Linked DNA regions of Mus musculus: region 1 is linked to region 2. A link is a contact called in public Hi-C data. All regions are on one chromosome and are shown on one strand. Each heading gives the region's core, a stretch centred on a gene start, on an enhancer-like site or on the middle of the called end of the contact. The rest is flanking DNA. Distances are from core to core; before and after follow the strand shown. Region 1 overlaps Sh3gl3 (SH3-domain GRB2-like 3). Region 2 holds the start of Sh3gl3 (SH3-domain GRB2-like 3).

Evidence for each region. A called contact is a pair of places that touch in the nucleus more often than the background predicts.
Region 1: a Hi-C map of cerebral cortex shows a contact between it and region 2, with 2.3 times the contacts expected there. The contact joins the enhancer-like site here to the promoter of Sh3gl3 in region 2. A contact is called at or near these places in 6 of 484 Hi-C or Micro-C datasets (Sertoli cells, cerebral cortex, embryonic stem cells and 2 more), 4 of 115 datasets of contacts at active chromatin or transcription factors (embryonic stem cells, epiblast stem cells and neural progenitor cells) and 2 of 9 other capture datasets (adipose tissue and liver).

What each region holds. Positions count from the first base shown.
Region 1 is chr7:82,219,866-82,226,197 of GRCm38.p6, forward strand. The region is part of intron 1 of Sh3gl3 (SH3-domain GRB2-like 3); the gene reads left to right. Among named protein-coding and RNA genes, the nearest start is that of Gm32903, 33 kb to the right of the region's middle. Within about 2 kb of position 1,841, at least 17 of the 459 cell types and tissues checked have an H3K27ac peak or open chromatin away from gene starts, as enhancers often do. A contact at or near this core is called in cerebral cortex, where this site is marked.
Region 2 is chr7:82,171,082-82,177,686 of GRCm38.p6, forward strand. It overlaps Sh3gl3 (SH3-domain GRB2-like 3), which reads left to right and starts at 3,715. Exons shown (of 9, transcript NM_017400.7): 1 at 3,715-3,938. The coding sequence starts at 3,894.

The DNA.
Region 1 (6,332 bases), core at 591-3,090, 47 kb after region 2:
GATGCTCACAGTCAGCTAATGGATGGATCACAGGGCTCCCAATGGAGGAGCTAGAGAAAGTACCCAAGGAGCTAAAGGGATCTTCAACCCTATAGGTGGAACAACATTATGAACTAACCAGTACCCCTGAGCTCTTGACTCTAGCTGCATATGTATCAAAAGATGGCCTAGTCGGCCATCACTGGAAAGAGAGGCCCATTGGACACGCAGACTTTGTGTGCCCCGGTACAGGGGAACGCCAGGGCCAAAGGGGGGGAGTGGGTGGGTAGGGGAGTGGGGGTGGGTGGGTAAGGGGGACTTTTGGTATAGCATTGGAAATGTAATTGAGCTAAATACCTAATAAAAAAAAAATGAAAAAAAAAAAAAAAAAAAAAAAGAAAATCTTATGTAATTTAAATGTAGGTGAGAGACTATGTGTGCTTGAAAGGTTCATATGCGTATGGAAACATGTGCCTGTGGAAACGTGTGTGTGTGTGTGTGTGTGTGTGTGTGTGTGTGTGTGTGTGTGTGTAGGCCAGGGGTTGTCTTTGGCTGTCTTCCTTAGTTACTCTACATCTTACCTCACCCCTAGACTGTTCTGTGGACTCGCCAGCCCGTGAGCTGCAGGGTCCCCTTCCCACAGAGCTGGGGTTACAGATGTACATCCCTGCGCCTGCCTTTTACCGTTCAGCTCCTGTACGTGTATGGCTGCTACTTTGCCTCAGCTCCCGTATTTAAAATGTCCACAATTGTCTAGAGAAATGGAGAGGGCAGAGCAGGCCTGGGGAACGGGTCAGTTTCTCAAGGTGTGTCCTGGTGTCAGGAGGCAAGGGGGGGGGGTCAAGAGCAGCCTGCCTTTAAGGTGAATACAGGGAGGGGGGGTACTCAGTGTATTTTGGGGCAAAGGTCCTCCATGAACACCTTAGAGGGCCTCGGGTGTTGAAGACTGATGTGGAGGGACGCTATCGTTCTTTTCCTTTTTATTTATTCTTCTTTCATATATTACATCCTGACTGCAGTTTCTCCTCCCTCGTGTCCCCTCAATCTCTTCCCACCACCTCCCCTTTCCTTTGGATCCACACCCCCTTCACCTCCTCTCAGAACTAAGACCACACCTTCCAGGGACATCAACCAAATAAGGCATAACAAGCGACAATACGACTGGGTACATATTCTCAGGTCAAGGCTGGACAAGGTAACCCAGGAGAAGGGGAAGGGTCCCGAAGGCAGGCACAATAGAGAAAGCCCCCCACTCCCACTGTTAAGAATCCCACAGGAACACCGAGCGACACAACCATGCATAGTAAGGCCTGGGCCAGCTTGGGTTACGTAGTAAGATCCAGGCCAGCCTAGGCTACAAAGTGAGGCCCTGTTTCAAACATCAAAACCAAACCAAAAAGGACAAGAGGGCGCAGTTCAGCAAAGATGCTGCATTCGTACTGATTCTGTAAGTACCCACGAACAGAATAATTCAGGAGCCTCAGGTAACTCAGGGGTTTCCATTACCTGTTGGTGCCGCGATGGAGGATGGGGTGTCAGTTACCTCCTGTAGATCCCCTTCCCCACTAACTTCACAACACCTAATTTAAGTTACACTGTTTTGGAAAAACTTTAACCCAAAACCTCTGCTCAAATACCCTTGGTGTGGAGTTTTGTGTCTCCTTTAGTGGCTCCCTTCCCCACGGCCCCCACACTGAGCGTCTGCGTGGGGTGTGCACAGAGTTAGATTCAAAATGAATATATTAATGTATGCGTCTGCTGTCAATGCCTGGCATTCTGGGGAAACAGAAGAGTGTCAGAGGAGAGCTGCAGGATTTTTCTAGCCTTTTTGGTCACACAAAGTGCTTTTTGTTGCCTGGTGCACGGGCCATGATCAGACGTCATGTAGAATGCATATTGGTTCTGTGGTCTGCCTGGCTCGGAATACCTCATCTGTGTGGCCAGCATGGAGGGGAGCAGAAAGAATCTCTGCTTTATGCATATATGAATGCAGTGTCGCTGTTCATGGAGAAGCCCCTTTGATTGTTTGGGAGCTCTATGAATATTGAATGCAGTTTGGGGCCCACGGTATTTTATCTTTTAGGGGAAATTAGTGCAGCTTCTGCAAGCCTGCAACCAAATGCCTAATCTGGTGGCATAAATGATTCCTGCTTTCAAATTTTACTTATTATTATTATCACTATTAATTTTACGTGTATGAGTGTTTTGCCTGCATGCATATCTGTGCACCACATTCATGCCCGGTGCCTATGCAGGCCAGAAGAGGGCATTAGCTGCCTGGGACTGGAGTTAGAGACGTGAGCTTTCATGTGGGTATGGGAAGTGCACCCAGGTCCTCTGGAAAGATCAACCGATACTCTTAACCTCTGAGCCATCTCTCCAGCCCCACAATATTATTATTTAAGAGATGTCGTGTTTGCAGGAGCCCAGTTGTCTGTCCATGGGTTGCTTTCTAGCAACATTTACTGTGCACTGTAAAATGTTTACATTTATATTTGTAATCTATTTCATACAGGATTTTAAGTAACTTGGTAGACTTTTTCTTTAAGTGTAAATTTTTAAGAAATTGTAATGTATCATGATCAGAGAATATAAATAGCTTAGGAGAACGTTGAGGCTTTGGGGGGCACTTAGGAGTAGGAACACGTGTAGAAGTGCACAAATCGAAAGATCTAGTGAGTTACATTGTTGGTCCTCACATGCTGAGCTTCCTGGCAGCCAACGGGAGAAGGGAGAAGCCATCAGCTAATGCTTTCGCCAGCTCTTCAAAGGGCTTTTAAAACATGCCTAGCACCAAGCAGGAGTACAGCAAGGATTCCAGTGAGAAAACTGGCCAATCAGAAGAGTAGATTAAGTAAAGGACTACTGTGGATCCTAGCATCCCAATGTCTGTACCTTGGGCTAACCATACAAGGTGCCCATTTTGCTAAGCTAATTTTGGGTAAGAAGCATAGGTAGGAGTGGCAGAGTGCCTGACACCTGCTTGCGTTGCAGGGCATCTCCAGAGGTGCCTGGCACCATCTTCAGGTGCCCACTGGATTTAGCAAGAAAGAACACAATGGCAAGCAAGAGGGGAAGTCGGTGCCTTCAACTCTGAACTGCTTGATAGGAGGTGCTGTACTAGGCTATAATTTAAGCATGAATATTTATTTTTAATGAAACAATAGGGTGTTTGTATTTATTTGTGTGTGTGCGTGTGTGTGTGTGTGTGTGTGTGTGTGTGTGTGTGTGCCTGTGTATAGATCCACAGACGATTGGAGTTGGTCTTCTATTGTGAGTCTTTTGGGGATTGAACCTGGGTCAGGAGGATTGCCTTTACCTACTGAGCCATCTTGCTAGTCTAGGAATTCTTTTGATTTTCCTGGGAAAATGAAAAAAAAAAGGAAATATTTTTTCTTACAAAGTGTTATCTCTACCATTGGCGTATACTGTCTATACATCCCATGAACATTATCATCATTTTCTTGGTTTCAGAGCCCCTACCAACTTCTCAGTTTCAGGATCACAGTGCCCACCCCCCCCTCCTCTTCCTTCTCTCTAACTGTCCTGAAGGCATGAAGGCAGGAAGGAAGAAAAGATGAAAAGAAAAGGTGAACCCCAGGAATCTTATGTCTGGAGAAGGAAAAGCCTCAAAGCTGGTGCCAGCCAGGGGGAGCTTGCGCCCTCCAGAAAGACTTGACACAGTTCTGACAACTTGTCAGGAGAGAGGAGCTGAGACTTGTGAGGATGCTGGGCAGAACCACACCTTGGCTGGGATGCTTAGCTGTACAAACCTGTTGCTATCTGCTGAAACCTAAACCTCATGTCAGTTGCTGGAATAGAGTCTGTGGAGACAGGTGGGTCCCTGGGGCTGGCTGGCCAGCCAGCCTAGCCTACTTGACTGCATTCAGGTTAGTGAAGGGCCGTGTCCCAAGGGGACTGTGGTTGGTTAGGTAGCAATGTGACACCTGAGGTCATCCTCTGGTCTCTACACTCATATCCACAGATCATGTGCATGCACACCTGCACACACACACACCCACCCTCTTCCACACCTTTATGCTTTCGAGAGTTTGCTTTTGGCAGCACCCCAGCCTCAGAGCCTGTCTGTGTCAAAGCCTCCTGGTTTCAGGAAGCTGCTGTGCTGAGCTCTCCTCTCTTCCATTCCCTCTCAATCTGAGTGCAGGCTGTATGCTTTCTTCTCTACCCAGACTGTCTGTCACCTCCTTCCCTCCCTTCCCCACCAGCAGCCTCCAAGTAAGAGGTGGTGTTCTGCAGACAGCAGAGTGCATAGCCACAAAGAGAATGCGCAGCGGGCATGCTCTCCCTTCCTCTCGCATGTTAAAAAGGCCTTATCTCTTTTCTCCTTAACCTTTAGAACAACTTGAAAAGAATCCCTTGAAATTTATTTACATAATCACAGGCCTCAGGACAAATCCAGATGTTCCTTTTCAGGTTTCATTGACTGCCTAACATGGTAGTCAGCCTGGGAACCTGTATTTCTCCTCTCTCTGAAGGTCTTCCCCTCCTGTCTCCAGCAGTGCTGGCTTCAGCATAGCATGAAACTGGAGCTGGGGCTGAGGGGCTGCAGAGTCGCGGGGTCGGAAAGGTCTTTGGGAAGTTGTTTAATCAAGGTAGAGCCAATTCAACATTTTTAATGTTAAGCTAGTGGGATGTTAATTACTTGTCACTAAAAAAGGAAGCTTGTTTTCTGCAAAACCAACCATGACTGGAAGACACGGACCGTGGAATACCAGGACTCGAAGCAGCTCTGCCCTTCACTGCATCTGAGTGCCCGAGGCCTTCCATGCTTCTGGCTCCTGTTCTGTGCTGTTCACTCTCCCAAGGATCATTCTCCAAGTCTGCCCTCCTGCCCAGAAACCCTTCCCTAGGCTTCACTGTACTCTGCTTCCTCCTGTGGCCAGAGCCAAAATTAGCAGTTCCAGGAGCCTGGGATAATGTGTGAAACTTATTTGCAATATGATGAGAAGTGGCCCCCACCCCCACCCCACCCCCATCTCAAAAACAAAGACTGTGTCCTTTGAATTTCGAGCTCTAAAGGATGTCTTCCCTAGAAAATGTACTCCTGAACTTATTAGGGAATGCGCACTGGAATGTTTAGAAGTGTGTGTGTGTGTGTGTGTGTGTGTGTGTGTGTGTGTGTGTGTGTGAGGTGCACAGGTGGAATCTAGTAAGAGATGCTTAGGTAGGGAGAGGGAGGACTGAGCTATAGATAGCAAGTATAGGTTAGGAGCTGTTCACTGTGATTGGTCCCTGTGCTGCAGGGGGAGGGTCCGCAGCAGCATTCATGCAGTATCTCTGTAAGCCAGTCTTTAAAAAAGCTAAAAAAGCTTTTTAAATAGAGCAGATTAATTGAATTATTGCCCAACTTAAAAATAAGATGATTGTAAAAGAAAGTATTCTTCTACATGTATGGACTGACAATAGTACAGTGTATAACGTGGATCAATTCATGTAGAGTGCACTTGGGAAAATAAGTTGCATTTTTGGTGGGTGTTTATGTGTTTGGACTTCTTGATATTTAAGCAAATTCATGGGATCATTTGGAATCACAGCTTTCAGAAGTCAGACTTCTCCTGCCTGGGTACAGCAGCCTATACCATACGTAACAGTACAGTAATGACTATCCAAGATGTCCGTGTCAGGCTGGCTGGAACCCTTGAGGGTTCTTTGTGTGGGAGTTTACAGGCGGGCTGTTGAGCTACTTACCCTGGATTGTGTGGTGGGTCCTTCTAAGACGGATGCAGGATGCAGGAAGGAGGATCAAGGTTTGGATGGAGTGTGCAGCTGGGGTATCGTGAACAGGTGAGCTGAGCCTATCTGTCCATCCCACTAGGGAATTGGAGACGGGCTGAAATTGCTCCACCCTCGGTTAGCTTTGTGAACCAGGGGGCTATTGGGGTCACTTTCAGAGGGAGCATGGGTGACCTCATGGGTGACAGTTCTGTCACCGAGTGCCACACAGCATGGGTGAGGGTCTGCCAAAGCTGCCTCTCTGGAGTTGCCTACACAGAGCACCTGTACAACAGGGAGGACCCAGTGTGGGGACTTGTTGGAAGGATGTTGAGATCGGGCATTGCTGTGTTTGCATTTCCTCCATACTGTGTAAAACAGCTTCCTCAGTGTCTTCATTTTACAAACTGCGTAGACTCTGTTTTGAAGATTGGTGAAAGCACCTGTGTGTTGACCTACACAACACAGATAACTTATTTCTGGAAATAAGAAGGGTGCTGTGCTATACAAATACTGAGGGAAGCGGGAACTACAGGGGCACAGGGTTGCATCCAAATCATATTAGGAAGACGGGCCTGAGAACCTAAGAGAAATATGGAACAAAAAAAGAGGGTGCAACT
Region 2 (6,605 bases), core at 2,465-4,964:
GCTTAAGAGATAATAGGTTAGTATTTCACAACATTAGTTAGGATGCTTTCTTCCCTCTCCATCTCATCTACCCAGGATCTTTGAGGTCATCACCCTGCCCCCAGAGAGATGTGAGTCCATACAACCAAACACAAGAGCTGTCAGTATCCACAGATGCCAAAGCTGGTGCACAGACAATGTACAGAAATGTGGATGCAAGTAACCAGCATTCTATGCACCAGGGGGGAGTCATGGACCATGGGAAAGATGCCTAAGGAAACATTGTATCCAGAGATGGGCAACTTTCCTCGTGCACAGTCCAACCTAAGACATGGGGCCGGGTGGCGATAGGGTTACCCTATGACAGGTAAGGCTGTGACATTAGAGGAACGACCTAAAACAGGAGCCACAGCGGATGGGCATAATTGCACAGGCCTAGTCCAGCCTCATTTTATTAAAACAAACAGGGGGAGATGTGGGAAGCCACATGTGCCATTGTGAGTGGCACTGACTACTGCTGGCCACCACGCATAAGTTTGGACAAACAACCAATGTGTACATATGCAGTAAAGTTTTTTGCAAAGACACTGCCTGGCCCGGGCATGATAATGAGACTTTGAGAGTATAACCAATCAGATGTGAGACATGCAAATGAGGTATGATAATGAGGCTCTGTGAGGTACAGAGAGAGAGTAGCCAATCAGATGAGGAACATGCAAATGAGGCGTAGTGCATAACCAATCTGGGTGTGAGACATGCCTCTCCTAGGCCTATATAAGCAGCACCAGTTCTGGGCTCGGGGTCTTTTAGCCTCTGCAATCAAGCTCTCCCAATAAATGCGTGCAGAAGGATCCTGTTGCAGCGTCGTTCTTGCTGATCGAGTCCGGCGAGCGCAAGAAAAGCCTAAAAGTTATCTGCTCTCCAGTGCTTTGCTCACATTGTGACCCTGTCTATTGCTTCTTATATCTGAGAGTTTTGCTTTACAGGCTAAAGCTATCTGCTCTCCAGTGCTTTGTCCACCTGTGACCCTGTCTGTTGCTTCTTATATCTGAGAGTTTTGCTTTGCATGCTTCAAAACTGTTGTGTTCTGTCATTTTTTGATTGTCATGTCATCAGTGTTTACCCCTTTTATCTAAATAAAAGAACTATTTCATCCTATTAGCAGTTCTTTTGATTTTCAATATTTATATCCCAACTTTTTATATATGCTCCATATATCTTAATTGATGCATTATTTTTGTTAGTGGCTATTAATTTTATGAAATAATAGGTTTCATTGTAATATTTCATACATGTGTAAAATGTACTTTCATCATATTTAGTCCCCATTACCCTGTTCAATAGTCAAGAGCATTTGAATATGGCCTCTAAACAGAAGCTCTACAACCTTGGGTAGCTGAGGGGTAATGATGCTGTGAAGAGCAAGCCTTGAGATGGCCAATGTGGTTTAAGCTAACTGCAAGGCCACTACTCCTAGCTTGAATCACACTATTTCAAACCTCTGCTGTACATATGTAAAGTGTAAAAATCTTCAAGACACTATTTGATCATAGTAGCAAAAGTCTAACATACATTGAATTAAAAGCTCTTAACAAGACAAAAGTAGTTTAAAAATTTTTTTTAAATAACATTTGGACCAAAAAAGAAACCAAAAGAATGGTCAAAAATTGTTTCTATAAAACAAGTAGAACATTCATGTTTTTTATAAAGGCAAGGCACAAAATCCAAGTCCTTGTTAGCTCAATATCTGCTTGTTATAAATAACAAAGAGTAAAGTGGGTAGAATATGTAAATGCTTTTATAAGAGAAGGATCCCTGAGTTTAAAAATGATAAACAATCTACAAGTCTGCATTTGAATAAACCAAGAAGATAGATTTCCACAATTGATTTCCATGTAAGGAAACTTAACTATTCTATTGTAATGGTTAGCTTTGCTTATCAACTTGACAGGATTTGGAGTCACCTAGGAGACACACTTCTGGATGCGCCCATGAGGGAGTTTTCAGAGAGCTTTAACAGGAAGGAAAACCTCCCTGAATGGCTGCCATTATCTCATGGCTGGGGCCCAAGACTGAACAGAAAGGGATGAAGGAGATAATGAGTTAGTAATAGAGTTTCTTCTCCCTGCTCACTGACTGTAGATGCAGTGTGACCAGCTGCATCATGGCCCCCATGATCCCATAGCCTCCCACCCACTGGAATTTGCCCCACTCCCCATGGTGGAAAGGTCCATTCAAATTGGGATTTACCCCTCAAATCAGAACAAACCCAAATGAAATCTGCACAAACCTAATAGATCTACCAGCCATGGAAGAATGCCAGTCACCAACTTCAAAAAGAACCTGACTCCTCAAGGGGGCACGGGTTGAGGCTGTGCCGTTTAAACTTCTATTGGGCACAGAGGTCAGCAGCTGAACATCTCCTACCCAGCCACAGACTAGTCCAGGACAAGGGAGACCATCTTCCCCTAAACCTTTAGTGGGGATGGGATAGCAGAGGAGACTGGGCATTTTGCTGTGGTCACCACTGTCACACCACCTACCTCTGTCTGGTGTCAGTAAGCCCTTGGCTAACTAGGACAAAGAGTGTTGAGTCACATTTAGTAACCTTGTCCCACCACTCATGCTTGTTAAGATGGCCACATCTTCTCCCATATCAGAGGCAGGGCACTGTTGACACCACACTTTCCTAGTCATTGTGAGCAAACCTAGGCATAGAGAGCTGTAGGTGTTCACCCTGTCACACTAGGGTGAAGCTCTGAGGAGTCAGGCAGGCCTGGGAGGCAGGCGCTGAGGCTTCTGGAGACATGCCAGAGCCAAATAGAAGCCCGGATACAGGTGTGAACTGCAAGTGCTCAGGACGACAGGAGTGTTGATGATCCCAGACCCGGTGACGCCGGGAAGCGTCCACAGAATGTCATTTCTTTTAGGTAGAGACTGAAAGTTGCACAGTGTTCGTGTCGGTGTGAAGCATTGCTGAAATGGATTGAAGACATTAGGAGCCACGGGGCCTTTGAAAGGTCAGATTCAGGGAAAATAGTAGACGTGTTGGTGGCACACGAATTAATGCAAAGCTCCTTTTCTGTGACTGGGTTCTGTTCAGTGAGGACCTCTAGACCCCGTGGAAAGGATCTTGTATAAAGGACTCTCCTGGAGACCAGTCTGAACAATTCTCTGGTAAGTAGTGGAACGGAAGGTCCTGTTTTTGGTATGTTGTAGACTGGCTCTTGGTGTGCCTGGTAAGAAGAGGCTCAGCTCACATAACTCTCTCCCAGGGAGCCCCAAACCGCTCCGGCAGACTGGCTAAGAACACAAGTAACTTCTCACAAGCAGGTTTCTCCGTCTAACTACAGTTCCCGGTTCCTCTAGTGTTTCTTCTCTCCTTGAGAACACATCCCAGCGTCCCTTCCTCACAACACACGTCTATCTAAAGCTCTCAGGGATGGGGTTTGGGGAGGGGAGATCTTGCTACCAGTGAGTAAAACCAGGTTTTCCACCAAGTCCCTGAAGAGCAGAGAGACCTCGCGTCCAGAACAATCACAGAGCCAGCTGTATCCCAAGTCTTCCGAAAGAAGTCCTGAGAGGCTCTCCTTATCCCAGGGACATCCCACGGCCAGCCCTTCCACTGGTCCTCTTCTTGGCTCAAGAGCTCCTGGTCGCCACGCAACAATGAAGCGTGGGCGGTCCTAGAAGCTTCATTTGCATGCTGCCGAGGCTCGACCAATGGGCTGCGTTGGGGCCTCGAAACACGGTGTTGCTATCTGCGCGAGCGCCTGTGCCAGTGTGACAGCGCCGTGGCCGTGGCCGTGGCCGTGGGGCGCGCGGGGACCGCCCGGGGTGCCCGCTCCGCTCAGCGTCCGGGCCGCGTGGCCCGGCGGAGCCCCGAGACCACCCCCGGGCGGGGCGCCGCCGCGATGTCGGTGGCTGGGCTCAAGAAGCAGTTCCACAAAGCCAGCCAGGTAGGGAGGCGCGCGCGAGGGGTTTCTGGAGGCGGCGTCCCCAAGGGGTTGCGGGCCATGGACTCGGGGTCTTCATCGGCTTCCTTCGGACTGGGTTTCTGGTCGGCTAGGAGGGCGCGGGGGGCGAGTAGCGGTCGCGCGCTCTGGGCTGCGCGTGTTGGTGCCTCCTCCCCCGAGTCTCGGGTCTCCCGCTGCGCCCTGGCGGTTGTAAATCTGAGCAGTTCGGCTGGCAAGGGATCGGAGGTGGTGGGCTTGGGGATGTGCGCCCGGAGGAGAGCTTTTGGGACCAAGACCGTGGTAGGCCTCCCTCCTGCCCCGGAATCTCTCGTCTGTCCGTTGGGACCCCCACCCCCACCCCCCGCACCCAGGACGCTCTTCTTGCGCCCTGGCTGGGACCCGGCAGTCTCTGTTTTGGCTTTCCAGGGGTTGGGGCTCATCGCTGTGGTCCTTCCCTTGCCGGCCGTCTTCACTGGGTTGGTTCGAGGTTGGCACCAGGCTCCTGCTCTCTCAAAGAGACAGTGTGATGAGGAGACCCAAAACACACACGTAAACAAACCGAGCTAGACACGCCTCCGCGGAAGAGGATGGCAGGTGATTCAGTGGGGGCTTCATGGGAAGCTTCCAGGAGGTGAAGACAGGGCATTTGGGGATTAAGCTTGAGAAAGGATTGTGTCTATGGATTGTTATAGGAAAAGGAGGGCTTTCTGAGCAGAGGAATCTGGAAACAGGGACACAGGAAAGTGTGTGTGTGTGTGTGTCACAAGCAAATTTGCTTTCTAACACTATACTCTTCACCAATGGTAGAGCCTATGTTGTAAAACCTGTTCACCAGCACCTGCGGAATTGTTGCCCTGCCCTCATTTCTTTCCCAGCCTCAGTTTTGCTGAAACCCAGGTGGACTTCATTGCATCTTAAGTCCACGTCGGTGGCGATGTCCCACTCAGGCTTTTCCTTCATATCGATCTTGAGATTGCAGCTGGCCTTAGAAAAATCTTTTTTTTTTTTCTATTCCAGGCGGAAAGACACTGCTAGTCCCTAAGTCACAGCTGGTCCACAAGGAAGCTAAGTGATGGCTGTTCTCAGCAGGGGACATAGGGCAGACAGTGATGCTATTCAGGATGTTAGAAATCCTGGAGGAGAAATCCTGAAATGCTGGGTGAGAGCAGAGATGGTGGATTCGTTGTTGTTTCTATAGTACTTACAAAAGTCTGTGGGATATTTCAGTTGTTACTGGCCTTTGGGCCATTGGCATATCTTATTCTGGAGTGTCTAAGTGATTTTGGGGAAATTCCAATTAAAATGAACATTTTAAAAAGGGAGAGCTGAGGCTAGTGGAGTCGCACACAGTAGTATATAAAGAGAGACTCTAGGGGGTGCTACACTCACCACAGGCACTGGCCACATTTGGACAGTGTTTTAGCCCAGTGCTTGATGAGTAGTGAGCACTTTATAAATGTATGTGTAATAAATGGACAATAGTGGGTTCAGAAGCAATAACTGCTATCACAAGATCATGGGAGGGGGCAGTCGAGTCATACAGAGGGTGGGTAAGCTGTCAGCTTCTACTTCTTTGGTAATGCTAGAGCAGCCAGGAGACCCAGAGTCTCTGTGGGCAAGGCCATGCTAGAGTAACTGCTGGACATGATTGTTACATTGTCGTGCTTAGCCCTAGCAGAAAATGAGGCGCTTGCTCTCTCTCTTTCTCCCCCCCCCTTCTTGGATATGGACTTTATAGGAGCAGCCTTGTGATCACACAGACTGAGTCCTTAGGCGCTTCAGGATGGCTTCTGACCATGGAGCAGAGTGGGTGGTTGAAATCATTGGACTTTACTGGATTTGGGGAAGTATACTGTGTCAGGAGGCTTGGTTCTATTCTTTACAATCAATCAAATCAAACTAGCAGGAGGCCTTCCAGGGGTCACCATTGTCCTTGGGGCAGGTGTGTTCTTACCCAGGCTCTATGCTTTTCCTGCCTGTCTCTGAAATATTTCGTACTTCATTTGACCAGAGAGAGTTTACATACTCTCTCTGGACTTACCAACATGGTGTGGTTAAGAGTACCTGACAGATAAGTTTCAAACCTGTTCTAGATATTTCCGTACTTCCCGCTCTTCTCTCCCCCACATCCAGGTCTTACATAGCCCACCCTAGCCTCAGAGCGGCTACACGGCCAAGCGTGATTGCAAGCTTCTGGGGCCCCACTTCTATCCCTCCAGGGCCCAGGATACAAGAGGGAGCACTCTGCCCAGTTTACACTGAGCTGAGGACTGAACCCAGGGCTCCACACATGCCAGGCAAACACTCTCCTGTCTGAGCCGCATCCCCACCCTCAGACTTCTAGAAGTCTTTCTTAGAAATTATGCAGTACAACCAGCTTGGAGAAATTAGGTTTTGTTTAATTTAATACAAGGGAGCAGAGTAATAAAGAATGCCAGATGTCCTCCAACAGTGTCTCCACAGCGGGCTTTAATTCATTTGGAGCTTTCCCGGGGCAGGGAAAGGGAGTCCCGAATGACATCAGTGGCTAATAATTCCCAGGGATTCAAGGCTGGCTCCTTGCCATGATCAGTTCTGCAACCTTGGAAATGTGACTTAACCCAACTTGGCCTCCTTGGCTTTCTCTCTGCATGATGTATGAGAGGATTCAGAGGTCAGGTCCCTGTGATA